Regions from separate parts of the Mus musculus genome. Here region 2 is linked to region 1. The links are chromatin contacts, called in public HiChIP or PLAC-seq maps. All regions are on one chromosome and are shown on one strand. The core of a region is the stretch at or near the end of the contact, and the rest is flanking DNA. Distances in the headings are between cores, read along the strand shown.

Evidence for each region. HiChIP or PLAC-seq counts read pairs in DNA pulled down with a chosen protein or histone mark.
Region 2: an H3K4me3 HiChIP or PLAC-seq map of the SCID.adh cell line shows a contact between it and region 1, with 10 read pairs. The contact joins the promoter of Mcrs1 here to the enhancer-like site in region 1. A contact is called at or near these places in 6 of 39 promoter capture datasets (the SN4741 cell line, frontonasal cranial neural crest, liver and 3 more), 3 of 484 Hi-C or Micro-C datasets (the N1E-115 cell line, cerebral cortex and olfactory sensory neurons), 18 of 115 datasets of contacts at active chromatin or transcription factors (the 230-238 cell line, the SCID.adh cell line, T-cell acute lymphoblastic leukemia and 9 more) and 2 of 9 other capture datasets (liver and pancreatic islet).

The regions. Positions count from the first base shown.
Region 1 is chr15:99,006,172-99,013,437 of GRCm38.p6, reverse strand. It overlaps the pseudogene Gm8973. Among named protein-coding and RNA genes, the nearest start is that of Gm41398, 14 kb to the left of the region's middle. Within about 2 kb of position 4,462, at least 91 of the 459 cell types and tissues checked have an H3K27ac peak or open chromatin away from gene starts, as enhancers often do. A contact at or near this core is called in the 230-238 cell line, the SCID.adh cell line, T-cell acute lymphoblastic leukemia and 2 more, where this site is marked.
Region 2 is chr15:99,249,343-99,256,608 of GRCm38.p6, reverse strand. It overlaps Mcrs1 (microspherule protein 1), which reads left to right and starts at 4,648. Exons shown (of 15, transcript NM_016766.3): 1 at 4,648-4,747; 2 at 6,027-6,146; 3 at 6,595-6,733; 4 at 7,103-7,241. The coding sequence starts at 6,137. 1700120C14Rik (RIKEN cDNA 1700120C14 gene) reads right to left here and starts at 4,821. Exons shown (of 3, transcript NR_045627.2): 1 at 4,608-4,821. Gm25999 (a small nucleolar RNA gene) reads left to right here and starts at 1,595; the gene lies at 1,595-1,727.

The sequences.
Region 1 (7,266 bases), core at 3,213-5,712:
GGAAAGGCATGTGTTACCACACCTGGTTTATTTTGTTATTTTTATTTTGAGGCAGGTCTCATGTAGCCAAGGCTAGCCTCAAAACCCTGGTCTCCCTGCCTCCGTTTCCCTAGTACTAAGATTAGCTATAGCTATCACAACTATCTGAGCCATCTTGGAACTCACTCTGTAGACCAGGCTGGCCTTGAACTCAGAACTCAGAGACCTACCTACCTCTGCCTCCTGAGTTCTGGGACTAAAGGTGTGTGCCACCACCTTATTTACACACTTTTCACATTCTTTTTCATTTTAGTTTATTAAATAGACTAAGCTGTTCTAGAATCCATTATGTAGCCCAGGCTGGCCTCAAACTTTTTTTTTTTCATCATTTTGCTTTGATATGATTGTGACTGTGCCCTGATTTGCTGGAATTACAGTCCTCAGACACCACAGCCATCTTAAACCATCATTCTTTACTAATTTATTGTGAGTATGTATGTGAGCCTATAAGAGTTTCTGGGCAGGCTAGAGAGATGGCTCAGCCGTTAAGAGCACTCCTCTTGGGGGGTGGGGGGGGACATCACTCCTCTTCCAGAGGTCCCAAGTTCAATTCTCAGCAACCACATGGTGGCTCACAACCATCTGTAATAGAATCCGATGCCCTCTTCTGGTGTGTCTGAAGACAGAGTATACTCATATGAAAAAAAGAAAAGGAAAGAGAGAGAGAGGAAGAGAGAGAGAGAGAGAGAGAGTCTGTGCACTACATATGTGTAAGTACCCTCTGACCTGGTGGCAGGTCCCTCAGGAACTGAGGTTACTTGCCCAGTGTGGACGTCTGGTTCTCTCCACCACGATCTCCCTCAGCAGCACCTCGGTGGCGCCATCCTCCCCCTCCCACGCCCACATCCCCAGCGTCTCTGCCCCCATCTCTCTCCAGCCCCAGCTTTCACTCTTTTCCATCTTTCCCATTTTAAATGTTCCTTCTTAAGAACTGAAGTTGCTCGTTTTCCCAAGTCCAAAACTAGGCATCAATTTGGTGGTTAGAAATGGAGAAGAGGGAAGGGGTGGGGGTGGGGGTGGGGGTGGGGGTGGGAACCTTAGCCAAACAAAATATGTGGAATTTGAAATGGAAATGCTGTGGTGGGCCATTTGGAGCTGGGGGAAGCTTGGTTCTTTGTGCAGCAACTGCAGTTTTTAAAAAGTGCCTCTTGTTTGTTTGTTTTTGCTTTGCTTGCTTTTCTATGACCCTTCCCTTGGTTAACCTGGGGCTGTGTCAGTCACCGTTCCATTAGTTTTCTGTCAGTTAGTTTTGGGTTTTTCCCACACACACAGGATTTTTTTTTTTTTAAGTGTGCGTTGGTGTTTTGCCTGTGTTGAGGGTGTCTAATTTCCCGGAGTTACAGACATTTGTCAGCTGCCAAGTGGGTGTTGGGAATTGAACCTGGGTCCTCTGGAAGTGACCCTAACCACTGAGCCATCTCTCCAGCCCAGCAGCAGTCAGTTCTTTAATATTTCCCCCCAACTATTGGGGAGTGTACCCATGGCCTTGGCTTCAGCTGGTCTTGAGTTTGCTTTCCTTCTGACTCGGCCCCCCTGAGCAGCTGGGCCGATAGGCATGTCTACTAGGTGGTCTCGGTAATTTCAAAGATCCTTGATGCCTGCCACTGTTCTTCAGTGTCACCTCCAATCAACAATGACCTCTGTTCCACTCCTTATTTAGACGTCTTTGGTGTTTCTCTCCTTTTTTTAATTTTTTAAAAAAGATTTATTTATTAATTATTAAAAGGAAGTACACTGTAGCTGTCTTCAGACACACCAGAAGAGGGCGTCATATCTCATTACGGGTGGTTATGAGCCACCATGTGGTTGCTGGGATTTGAACTCAGGATCTTTGGAAGAGCAATCAGTGCTCTTACCCACCGAGCCATCTCTCCAGCCCAGTGTTTCTCTATTGTTCCTAAAAGTGTTCCTGGATCTGCCTGACTGCAGGTACTTATCAGCACTGTGGCTTTCTTTACTGCTTTTGTATGTATGTATGTATGTATGTATGTATGTATGTATGTATGTATGCATGTAAAGTATGTGTATGTATTTATCTATAACATGTACATAAGTATACTCTGTCTAAATGCACAATGTCTACAATGTACTTGGAAATTGAATGCTTTAAAATTATGCTTGTGCATTCGTGTGTGTGTGTGTGTGTGTGTGTGTGTGTGTGTGTGTGTGTGTGAACTAGTTCTCTCCTTCCAACTTTATGTGGTTTCTGGTATTCTAACTCAGCTTGTCAGATGGTGAGATGACTTATGGGGTAAAGATGCTTGCTGCCAAGAGAAACAACTCCAATTATAGCCCTAGGACACACATCATGTGAGAGAGTCAGCGCCCTCAAGCTGTCCTCTGACCTTCACACACACACACACACACACACACACACACACACACACACACAGGAAACAAACTGGACTGGAGAGATGGCTCACAAATTAAGTAAGAGCCCATACTGCACTTTCAGAGAGCCTGAATTTGGTTTCCAGCACCCATGTCAGAAAGCTAACAGTCACTCACCCAACCCCAGCTCCCGAGGACCTGCCACTCTCTTCTGGTCTCCACTATACTAAATCCATAAGTACAAACCCACATGCAGATATCACACTTGTATCCATAATCTAACGTTTAAAAATAGATAAATAAGGGCTGGAGAAGCCGGGCATGGTGATGTACGCCTTTAATCCCAGCACTTGGGAGGCAGAGGCAGGCGGATTTCTGAGTTCGAGGCCAGCCTGGTCTACAGAGTGAGTTCCAGGACAGCCAGGGCTATACAGAGAAACCCTGTCTCAAAAAATAAATAAATAAATAAATAAATAAATAAATAAACAAACAAATAAAAATTAAATAAATAAACAAGGGCTGGAGCTCTGATAGGAGTTCTCCCTGGACCGAGGAGATCAAGGAGGAGGTGGCAGAAAGTCTAGGCATCTGAAGAACACGTGCTGAGGTAACACAGAGAAGGCAGCGCCTCTGAGAACCAGGGTTTTCTTCCCAGACTGGGGTTCACCTTGTGCATGCTGGGTAAGCCTTCTACCGCTAAGCCATTCTGTCCCTGGCCTTTCTGCTTTTTAAACATTTGTGTATTTATTTGGGTGTGTGGTGTGTGTTCATGACTTGAGTGTGACAGTCACAGGACAACTTGCAGGAGTCAGTTCTCTCCTTCCACCACGAGGATCTTAAGACTCAAGCAGGCTCCATAGCAAGTAAGCACCTTTACCCCCAGCAGCCATCTCTCCGACAGAGATCTGCCTGCCTCTGCCAAGTGCTGGGACTAAAGACATTTGCTAGCAAACTCTTTTTTCACTTCTATTTATTTTTAAAGATTTATTTATTATTATGTATAAGTACACTGTAGCTGTCTTCAGACACACCAGAAGAAGGTGGTGTCAGCTCTCATTACAGATGGTTGTGAGTCACCATGTGATTGCTGGGATTTGAACTCAGGACCTTCGGAAGAGCAGTCAGTGCTCTTAACCACTGAGCCATCTCTCTCTAGCCCTTAACTTTTTTTTTTATTCATATGAGTACACTGTAGCTGTCTTCAGACACACCAGAAGGGGGCACCAGATCCCATTACAGATGCTTGTGAGCCACCATGTGGTTGCTGGGAATTGAACTCAAGACCTCTTGAAGAGCAGTCAGTGCTCTTAACTACTGAGCCATCTCTCCAGCCCTTAACTTTTTATTTTGAAACAGGTTCTCAACAAGCTGTCCTGACTGAATATACACTTACTGATAACCCAGGTAGGCCTTGAACGTGTGAACCTCTTGCCTCAGCAGCCCAAGTAGGTAGGATTACACGGAACATCTGGCTCAGGGATCTGTGATATTGTTTGTTTGTTTGATGGATGACTGATCTATGCAGCTCAGTTCCTGAACTCCTGCCTCAAGTGATCTTTCCACCAAAATCGCTTATCTCTGGGATCTTAACACTTCAATCTAAGGCTGGAGAGATGGCTCAGCGGTTAAGAGCACTGACTGCTCTTCCAGAGGTCCTGAGTGCAATTCCCAGCAACCACATGGTGGCTCACAAACATCTGTAATGGGGTCTGGTGCCCTCCTCTGGTGTGTCTGAAGATAGCTACAGTGTACTCACATACATAAAATAAATAAATCTTACAAAAACAAAACATCAATCTTCTTTATACTTTTCAGAGAATAGTCACAAACTCTCAAAGCCCTATTATAGAACAAGCTGAAGGTCGAGGGAAAGGTCATCTCTAAAGAATTTTCCCTTGCTTGTTGCCAAGCACAAATATCTGAATTCTGAGTTCAGTTGCTGAGCCTTTTATAGGAAGCTCTGAAGAGTGTTGCAGAGAAGGGTTTAGGTATCAGGAAGAGAGTGGTAGGCAGCTCCTGTGGGTGTGGCTTGTTCTAGTCATAAAGTCTTTCAAGTCAGCAAATCAGAGAAGTCCAGAAAAGCAGAGAGGAAAAAACATCCTGGTTACGGCTTCTCTGTGGCCACAGCTGGGGCTGAGAGAGGGTGAGGTGTCAAGAGCCCTGAAGAGCCCTGAAGAGCCCTGCTTCGCTTCTGCAGCTGTGCTCCAACAGAGGCTCCGGAGGCGCGACAGAAGAGAAGCTCAGTTCTACTCAAGGTCAACAAACTGCTTGCTTCAACTCAAGACTTCTATACGAAGCCGGGCGTGGTGGCGCACTACTTTAATCCCAGCACTCGGGAGGCAGAGGCAGAGGCAGGCAGATTTCTGAGTTCGAGGCCAGCCTGGTCTACAAAGTGAGTTCCAAGACAGCCAGGACTACAGCCCTGTCTCGAAAAAACAAAAAACAAAACAAAACAACAACAACAAAAAACCCATTTATACGGAGTTAATACGAGGGAAACATAAAAGAAAGACATTAGCTATCTCCTTTAGGGTTCACAATTTGAAATGCAAAACTAGTTTCCTCAGAATAAAACATACACTGGCACACGTGTGCACATGTACACACACACACACACACACACACACACACACACACACATACATTTGTTTGTTTTCAGACAGGGTTTCATGGAGCCAATTCTGGCGGTTACTATGTAGCCCAAAATGACTTTAAACTTTTGATCTTCCTGACTCTACCTCACAAGTTTTGGGATTGCAGGTGTCAACTGCATTCAGTGCTTTGTTTTCTTTTGTTTGTTTGTGTTTTGGTTAGATAAAGTCTCTGTCGTCCAGACTGACTTAGAATACGCTATGTCATCTAGTATGACCTCAAAGTTGTGGCAATTCTCCTGCCTCAGCTTCCTTTTTTAAAAATATTATTTATTTATTTTTATTTACACGAGTACACTGTAGCTGTCTTCAGACACACACCAGAAAAGTGCATCAGATCTCATTATGGGTGGCTGTGAGACACCATGTGGTTGTTGGGAATTGAACTCAGGACCTCTGGAAGATCAGCCAATGCTCTTAACTGTTGAGCCATCTCTCCAGCCCCCTGCCTCAGCTTCCTAAGTGATAGAATTATAGGCATGAGTCACTGTGCCTGGCTTCTTTTTTAATTTCAATTTAATTTTATTATTACAGAGTCTCACTATGTATCCCTGGCTGGACTAGAACTTGCTATGAAGACCAGGCTGACCTGGTCTTCAGAATCATCTGCCTGCTTCTGCCTCCCGAGTGCTGGGATTAAAGGCCCATGCTGCTACCCCACCCACTTTTATATTTTATATATGTGAGTACACTGTAGCTATCTTCAGATACACACCAGAAGAGGGCATTGGATCCCATTGCAGATGGTTGTGAGCCACCATGTGGTTGCTGGGAATTGAACTCAGGACCTCTGGAAGAGCAGTCAGTGCTCTTGACAGCTGGGCCATCTCTCCAACCCCCCACCCTCAATTTTATTTTTAAAGACTTATTTTTAGGAGCTGGGGAGTTGGCTCAACAGTTGTTAGCACTTACTGCTCTTTCATAGTACCTGAATGCAGTTCCCAGCAACCCTGTTAGGTAGCAGATACCCTTGTGCTCTTCCAGTTTCAGGCAGATCTGCCTCTGGCCTCCAAGAGCACCTGTACCCACACAATATACATAATTAAGCTGGGCATGGTGGCACACGCCTTTAATCCCAGCACTTGGGAGGCAGAGGCAGGCGGATTTCTGAGTTTGAGGCCAGCCTGGTCTACAGAGCGTATCCCAGGACAGCCAGGGCTGCACAGAGAAGCCCTGCTTGAAAAAAGGAACCAGGGGCTGGTGAGATGGCTCAGTGGGTAAAAGCACCCGACTGCTCTTCCGAAGGTCCAGAGTTCAAATCCCAGCAACCACCCGCAACAAGATCTGACTCCCTCTTCTGGAGTGTCTGAAGACAGCTACAGTGTACTTACATATATTAATAAAATAAATCTTAAAAAAAAAAGAAAAAAGGAACCAAAAGTAAAGGAAAAGGTAAACTCACAGCAAGAAAACTGTCGACATCAGCAGCTTTCCTGAGGACAAGAATAGAGCTGGCGTGGGGGCATCCATCTTTAATCCCAGAACTGAAGCGACAGAGGCAGGGGCAACTCTGTGAGGTCAAGGCCAGTCTGGTCCATGGGTGAACAACAGCAACAACAAAGTACACAAATAGGAAAACAGAACAGAGCAATGAGAGGAGGAGATCAAGCCAGCAAGGAGGTCAGCAGACATGGCGGGCAAGTGGTCACACGGTCAAGGAGGGAGGGAGGAAAGGAGGCCAAAGTAGCAGAAAAGTATACTTGGGGTCAAGCCAGCTTCCAGAAAAAAAAGAGACAGGGAAAAAAAAAAAAAAGAAAGAAAGGAAGGAAGGAAGGAAGGAAAACGAAAATTTTTGCTTTATTTATTTATTTATTTATTTTTGTAGGAATCATCTTTTATTGGGGGAGGGTTCATCAATTCTTTTTTTTTTAATTTATTTATTATATGTAAGTATACTGTAGCTGTCTTAGACACTCCAGAAGAGGCATCCAATTTCGTTACGGATGGTTGTGAGCCACCATATGGTTGCTGGGATTTGAACTCAGGACCTTTGGAAGAGCAGTCGGTGCTCTTAACCCCTGAGCCATCTCACCAGCCCCGGGTTCATCAATTCTTGACTGCCGCCTTCCTCATGGCTGCCAGCCCGTTGCTCAGCTCCTCCCGCTTTCTCTTGGCGCGGATGTGCGTGCCCACCCTCTTCTTAATGAACTTGAGTGCGCGCTTGTCCTTGGACACTTTGAGCAACTCCATGGCTCGCGGCTCGTAGGGCGCGAAGCCGCACACCTCCCGGATCATGTCCCGCATC
Region 2 (7,266 bases), core at 3,399-5,898, 240 kb before region 1:
GTCCTTTCAGCAAGTGGAGACCAGACAGCTGTAGTTCAATCCTGAAGGAACCACCAGGCTCGCCAACCGGCCTGAGGTGAGGCCGCAGAAGCGACAAGCTGCCACAGGAGTCTCACAAGCAGTTCTTGGGTGAGATTCTCTCAATGGCAGCTTTACCACAAGTTGAGCTCAACAAGAAATACAAGCGAATCAGTACATGTGTGTCTTTAGCAAAGACAGAACAAACCAAACCAAGGCTGAGTGCTCGGCTCTTGATGTCTGTGGGTCATATTTATATACTCCTTCATCAAGAGTCCTTTCACATGTTTGCTTTAGCCAAACATCCTTTCACCTGTGTCTGCTTCAGGAAAACAGTCTTTCCCATGTCTGCTTTAGCAAGATGTCCTTTCACCTGGGTGCCCCGACAAAATATCATTTGACATAACTAACTTTCCAAAGAACTAGAAGTTTCCACTTCAAACTTGACTGGGGCGGAATTAACGAGTGATGGACTAATGTGGAGGTGGAGAAAATGTCATAATCACAACATGGTGTCTTAGGCTATAGTCATGGCTTCTGCTCACTAATCTTATCCAGCTTTACAGGGAGCAGGGCCACAGGAAAGGTGTCCTGCGGGCAATACCCCATCTACTGAGACACCAATCTGTGAAAACTCAAACTTGAAAGTCTAAATTGGGAATGCCCCTGAAAACGTTCACTGTTTGAAAACAGAACCTAACTAGATTCTGTTTTCCCAGGTGTTCTGGGTTGGGCCACTAGTGTGTACAGAAGGCACTGCAACGGTAATAGGAAGAGGATAGACTACATCTTGAAGCCACAGTGGAACTTGGTGGTACCTACGTGGTGGTAGTTGTATAGGCACACATAGTCTCCAAGGCCAGGCAAGGTGGAATGGGGTCAGGTTCCCTGGGAACCCACTGCCTGACCATGTGAACGGGATGCCAGAGTTGCAGTGCATATTGGAGGTTCTAGGGCTATGGAGCATCTGCTGAGGAAAGCTGCAGGCAGAGAAGGGCGCTGACCGGAGAGGAAAGCTGCAGGTGCTGCCGGTGGTGGGCTGGGGCCACAGCTGCTAACAGTGCTGGAGCCCAGACGGTTCCATCATGAGTTCAGACTGCAGAGTGCTGGCCTGTCTGGGTTTCAGTCTTGCTTTGGCCTGGTCTTTTGCAGCACACTTTACAGAGTGAGTCACCTCTCCAGCCATTGGCCTGATCTTCCCTGCATGACCCACACTCTATTTTGGAATGGAAATATTTACACTGTGCCATTGTATACTGTAAGTAACTTGTATTTTATTTTATAGAGACTCGCAGTTAAGAGGTCACCTGAGTCTCAGAAAAGACTCTGCACTTATATTTTTGAATCATTTTGAAAGTGTTGAGACTTTGAGTTTTTTTTTTTTTTAAGATGAAATAACTGCCTTCTGCATTAAGATATGAACATGAAGGCAGGCATGTGGCACCCACCTTTAATCCCAGCACTCTTCAATGCTGCACTTGTCTACCAAGTGAGTTCTAGAACAGCCAGGGCCATGGAGAGACCCTGTTTTCAAAAGCAAACAAACAAAAGAAACAAAGAAAGAAAAATGAGTGTGATACAGCCAGTTGAGCTGGCCAGGCCCCCTTCTTCATGGCACCTGTGTGTAATGGCTGCAAACAGAAGCCTACTTGGAGGGATATTCAACCTTCTATCTGTGTGGGTTTCCCTAAGGGATCTTGGTGGCAGCTTTCTAGGGGCTATTTCTGTCTCTGACCTCAATACTATCCCCAGTCCAGGCTGCAGACAAGCGTGCATGCTGCCTTTGGGAAGCTCCAGGACACAGTGGCCAGGATCCACTTAGGCCAAGTCATCAAGCCCATCTGTGTCAGGTTTCACAATGAGGAAGGTGGTTAAGGCCTTGCATAGAGGTAAGGTTCAAGTTCCCTGGCCTCTGGAAGAGCCACGCCTCAAAGAGGTGGGGCTTTACCAAGTTTAATGCAGAAGAATTGAAAGGAGTGGTAACTGACAACCAGTGCATCCCTGATGGCTATGGGGCACATATGTCCCCAGTTATAGTCCCTGGGGAGAGTGGCAGACTCTGTGGTCCTCCTGAGAGCTTCCACTCTGCTTACTATGCCCACTGAACCATGTTCAGTAATAAAGCTCACATCCGGTCTAAAGAATTAACATGAGACTTTAGGGAATGCTATGATTTAAAAGTGATGTTTCAGGGTTGGGGATATAGCTCAGTTGGTAGAGTGTTTATACAACACGCACAAAGCCATGGGTTTGATACCCAGTACCACACAAAACCAGGGATAATGGCACCCGGCTGTAATCCTAGCACTGGGGAGGTGGAGATGGGAGGATGAGAAGTTCAAGGTCAATCTTTTGATAACTTGAGTTTGAGACCAGCTGGACTGCATGAGACCCTGTCTCTAAAGCCTAATACCTGGGTGTGGTGACACACGCCATTAATCCTTACATTGGGAGGCAGAGGGAGATGGATCTCTGTGAGTTCAGGACCTACATTGCAAGTTACAGGACAGCCAAAACTACATAGAGGCTCTGTCTCAAAAACCCAAGCCAAACAAACCAAGAAAGACCGGTGATCGCTATGCTCCAGTGGCACCAGCAGCTGATGGATGCCACCGACATAAATGTGGTATGCCTGGACATCAGGTGGGCTTGTGATCTTGTCCGCTTAACCTCATTTAGAGTCACAAGACATCTGTGAAGCTATTTCTGGAGGTTTAACTTAGATGGGAGACACACCCTAATTTCGAGTGACCTTGGGCTAGGGCTACAGACTGAACAGAAAGGAGAAAGCAGGCAGAACACCAATACTTCATCTCTCTGCACTTCCAAGTTCTGGACACAGCGTGAGCAATCACCCCACACTCCTGCCACCATGCCTTTCCTGCCATGATGTTTGTCCCCCTCACACCCCCAAAAACCCTGTGAGCTAAAATAACCCTTTCTTCTTTCAGGGTTTCCTTCTTTAAGGGTTTGCCTTTCCTAGGAGAAAAACATCTAACAAACATTGAACAGTACCCATCCAGCTCTTTACCAAACGATCCCTTGTTAGGGCTGTCCATGTGGCTTGGTGGGACAGAACTTGCCTGATAAGCAACAAGTATTTCACTCCTACTTAAAAACAAACAAACAAACAAACAAAAACTCTTTAAAGAAGAAAGCCCAATTAATTGTCATCTGTATAGATACTAAACCACACTATATTTTGCACAACCCACCAGACTGTGTCCTAGTTTGTTTTTAATTGCTGTGATCAAAACACTGTAACTAAAGGCGACCTGGGAAGCAAAGGGTCTATTTCATCTCATAACTTTCTTTTTTTTTTTTTAAGATTTATTTATTGGTTATATGTAAGTACACTGTAGCTGTCTTCAGACACTCCAGAAGAGGGAGTCAGATCTCGTTATGGATGGTTGTGAGCCACCACGTGGTTGCTGGGATTTGAACTCCAGACCTTTGGAAGAGCAGTCGGGTGCTCTTACCCACTGAGCCATCTCACCAGCCCCTCATCTCATAACTTTCAAGTCACTGTCTATTACCGAGGAAAGTTGGGGCAAGAACCTCAAGGCAGGCACTGCTTAGACCTCCCACATCTATCCAAACAAGAAAACACACCCCAGACTTGCCTACCAACCAGTCTGAAGGAGGCATTTTCTCAACTGAGCGCGAAGATTCTAGCTAGTTTCAAGTTGACAAACCTCTAACAAGCACACTGTATACCAGAAAACTTTGTTTTGGGAGCGATAAAGCAAATACATGCTCGTTAAATAAGTAACAGTATATTATGAAGAGAAGACTTGCAACTTGTCAGGGTCGTCCATTTGACACTTAAGTTCAGGATGTCAGGCACGCTGGGCAAACGCTCTTCCCGGAAGCTCCTCCAGCCAGAGCTGCTCCACTTTTGTGCCCCTCAAAGAAGGCATGAAAGAGCTATTAGAGCCCAGTCTCCCTAGCTTTCCCGGGCATCTCTCACGGCCCCAAAGTCTGGACGTCTCCTGTTCTCTGGGAACTAGTTCTTTCTTTCAAAACAGTTTCCTCAGGGAACACTGTCCTCTGAAAAGGATTCGGTTGGTTTGCTGGCTACCCACGACTGACCCCAGCAGTCTAGATGGAGTTCTTCTGGCGTAAGCAACTGGCGCCGCTCCTTCTAAGGAGTGTTTCCTTAGGAACGCGGCCACCATCCTGCATCTCCCCCTTAGACAGGAATTTTCGGGATCGTACTGTACGCCACAGTTAGAGCAAACTCTCCAACATGTTCCTCCAGTCCTGTGCTTAGCAAAGAGCCTGACCGAATCCCTTATCTGAAAACACTGGCAGATAAAACAATACAAGATTTGGTCCAGAGAGACCTACCAAGGTTAGTGCTAATTACGAATGCACGGCGGCCCCGCCCCTCCCAGCGTCGCCTGGGCGGGGTCTCAGCACAAGCCCCGCCCTCCCGCTGCGTTTTCCAACACGGAAACCTCCGCGGTTCCTATAATTAACACTGCCTGGTGCCTCCCTAAGCGCTTCTGCCAACCGGGAAAGCTGTATTTCCGGCTCCCCGCAAAATGGTTTCCACTAAGGCGCACGGCCACGCCCCTTCCACTTACGGGTCCAGGACGAACCGGAAGAGATCGTCCAACCCTTCGTTCGCAACCCGGAAGTAGATGTGTCTCACGGAAGCCGGCTTTGGCCCTGCGGCTCCTGCCGTCGCCGCGGAGAAATTGTTGGAGCTGGCAGCCTAGGAATGGTGAGACCCCGCGACTCGTCTCCTAGTGTTCTGAGTAGACCTGGAGGGTGAAGTGGAGTTTCCCAACGTGCCTCGGGGCACAACCCCACAACAAGATTTGGGGCCCCGCCCCGGTATCGCCCCGAAAAATCTGCGCATGCGTAAGTCCGATCAGGCCAGGCTCTGGCCTGCGGTGTTACGCATGCGCACAGGTGGCATGCTTGAGGTGGGATGAGAATTGTCTGGGAGTTGGTCCTGGTTCGCTACCACCGGCCTGTGGGCCTCAGAGCCAGATGGCGAGATCGATGCAGTAGTATGGAGCCGAAGAGTTGACTAAATTACCACTGCTCCCCAGAGTCCCTGAAACAGACCTGCACTGATCCCTCACCTTGGGGGTGCCCTGTCGGGAGGAGGGAAGGGAAGGAGGGCAAGCACTTTGCCTTAGTTGCTCGTGGGACTGGACACCTGCACCCCCCTTCTGTGGTACCCACGGAGCTGGTCGTGGAGCGTCCTTAAAGGCAGAGCCAGAACTTTGCTCTACGAGACGCCGGAGTCAGGAGGGGCGGGGCTGCCAAAGCGCTGGGTATTCATACAGTTCCCAAACCACGTTTGAATCGTCCGAAGGAACCACCCGCTTTAGTAAAAGCTGCAAATGGAAGGGAAAGCAAAAGGGTAGCGAGATAGTGGGATTCCATCTACCTTCCCAGGCTGTGGCCTGGGGGCAGGCTGGTGCTGCTGATTTGAGTAGACAGGCAAAGGAAAACAAATGAGTCAGGAATCCCTTGACCCTTTCTGGTTAACGTTCCAAATGCTTAATTTAGGATTCACTGGTAAAATTAAGAGAGATCTCTGAGCCTAATACGTTTTTTCCCACATCTTTTTATCATTCACACAAAGGCCTCAGTGACTCCCACATAGCTACTTATATTTTTTGTTTTTATTGTTTGGAGCAGAGGCTCACCATTATATAGATAGCCCTGGCTTGCTCTGTAGACGAGGCTGGCCTTAAAGTCAACAGAGATCCACCTGCCTCTACCTCTACCTCTACCTCTACCTCTACCTCTACCTCTACCTCTACCTCTACCTCTACCTCCGCCTCCACATGCTGGGATTAACTGTCAGAGCCATCAGACCAGGTAATAGCTACTAATGGTTAGGTGCAATTGAGAGTAGAGCTCTTTTGCCTCTTCCCACTACCTCAGACAGGGTGCACGAGTGCACGAGGATAAGGGATTGGTCAGTCAGTAGGTTTGGCCTGTTGGAAACCCGAGCCTGAGGGAGCCTTACCTCTCCTTCCCAGACTCTCTTCTCAGCATCCAAGCTCGCTTGGTCAGAACCCTTGGATGAGCCTGTGGGACCCTTCCTCCTAGCCCTGTGGTTTGGAGCCGGAGGCTTTGGGACTGTGAGAGGATGGACAAAGGTAGTGTGAGGCCCGGCCATCTCCCCAAGCTCTCGGGCGCCAGGCAGCCTCTGACTCTACCCCTTGCCTTGCACGAGTGTCTCTCGGTCTTGGCCCGGCAATGCCACCTACCACCCCCCTCCCCTGGGCCAGCACCACCCATGTGCCTCTCGGCAGAGCCACAATTGCCTCAGTTGCTGTGGAGCTTCTGCTCTTTGGCACAATGCATTTTGATAGCCAAGGGAGCAGTTATGCTCAGAGCCCACCCCGTGTGTCGGCCTCATCAGCCTGACCTGAGCACCTGTGCTGCACCCCATGACCCGTGGCACCAGGAGGTCTGAGCCCGGATGGGATCTGGATGGCCAAGGAGGAATGCCTGCCTCAAAGACCAAGCCTCAGGGAGGCCGGGCAAGGGCTGAGGGGCTGACACAAGGGTCCGTGCACAGAGGTCACCCTTTCTCTTTCCTAGATTCTCAGGGGCTGCTAGACTCGTCCCTGATGGCGTCAGGCACAGCCAGCCGCTCCGAGGATGAGGAGTCACTGGCAGGGCAGAAGCGAGCATCCTCCCAGGCCCTGGGCACTATCCCCAAACGCAGAAGCTCCTCCAGGTAGCCTGGGCTCAGAGCGCCTGGAAGGGGAGGCATGTGGGGCTAGGCACGCCCTTGCTAGCCTTGGTTTGAAATGGCCTTCTGAGCCTGCCTGGGTTCTGAGCCTGCCTGGGGTCCAAGCAAAGCCTTGTGCTTTTCCTTTACCTCCTCTGCCGGTGTGTCCGGATGGCACCGAGGATGGAGAGTGAGGGGTTCCATCTCTGTTGAAAGGTTGCCTGTTACCTCAGAGGACTAGAACTTGGCTTTTCCATGTCCACTGAGCCAGACACTGCTGGAAAGTGAAGGCAGTTAGTTCCCAAGGGGAGCCTGCACCTTGGAAGCCGTGCGTGGGTGTGGTACCAGTAGTTAACCCTGCAGGACCTTCCACAGGTTCATCAAAAGGAAGAAATTCGATGATGAACTGGTAGAGAGCAGCCTGGCCAAATCCTCCACCCGGGTGAAGGGGGCCGGCGGGGTGGAGTCAGGCCGCTGCTCAGGGAGCGAGCCCTCCTCTAGTGAGAAGAAGAAGGTAAGGGGCTGGGCAGCTGGGTGAG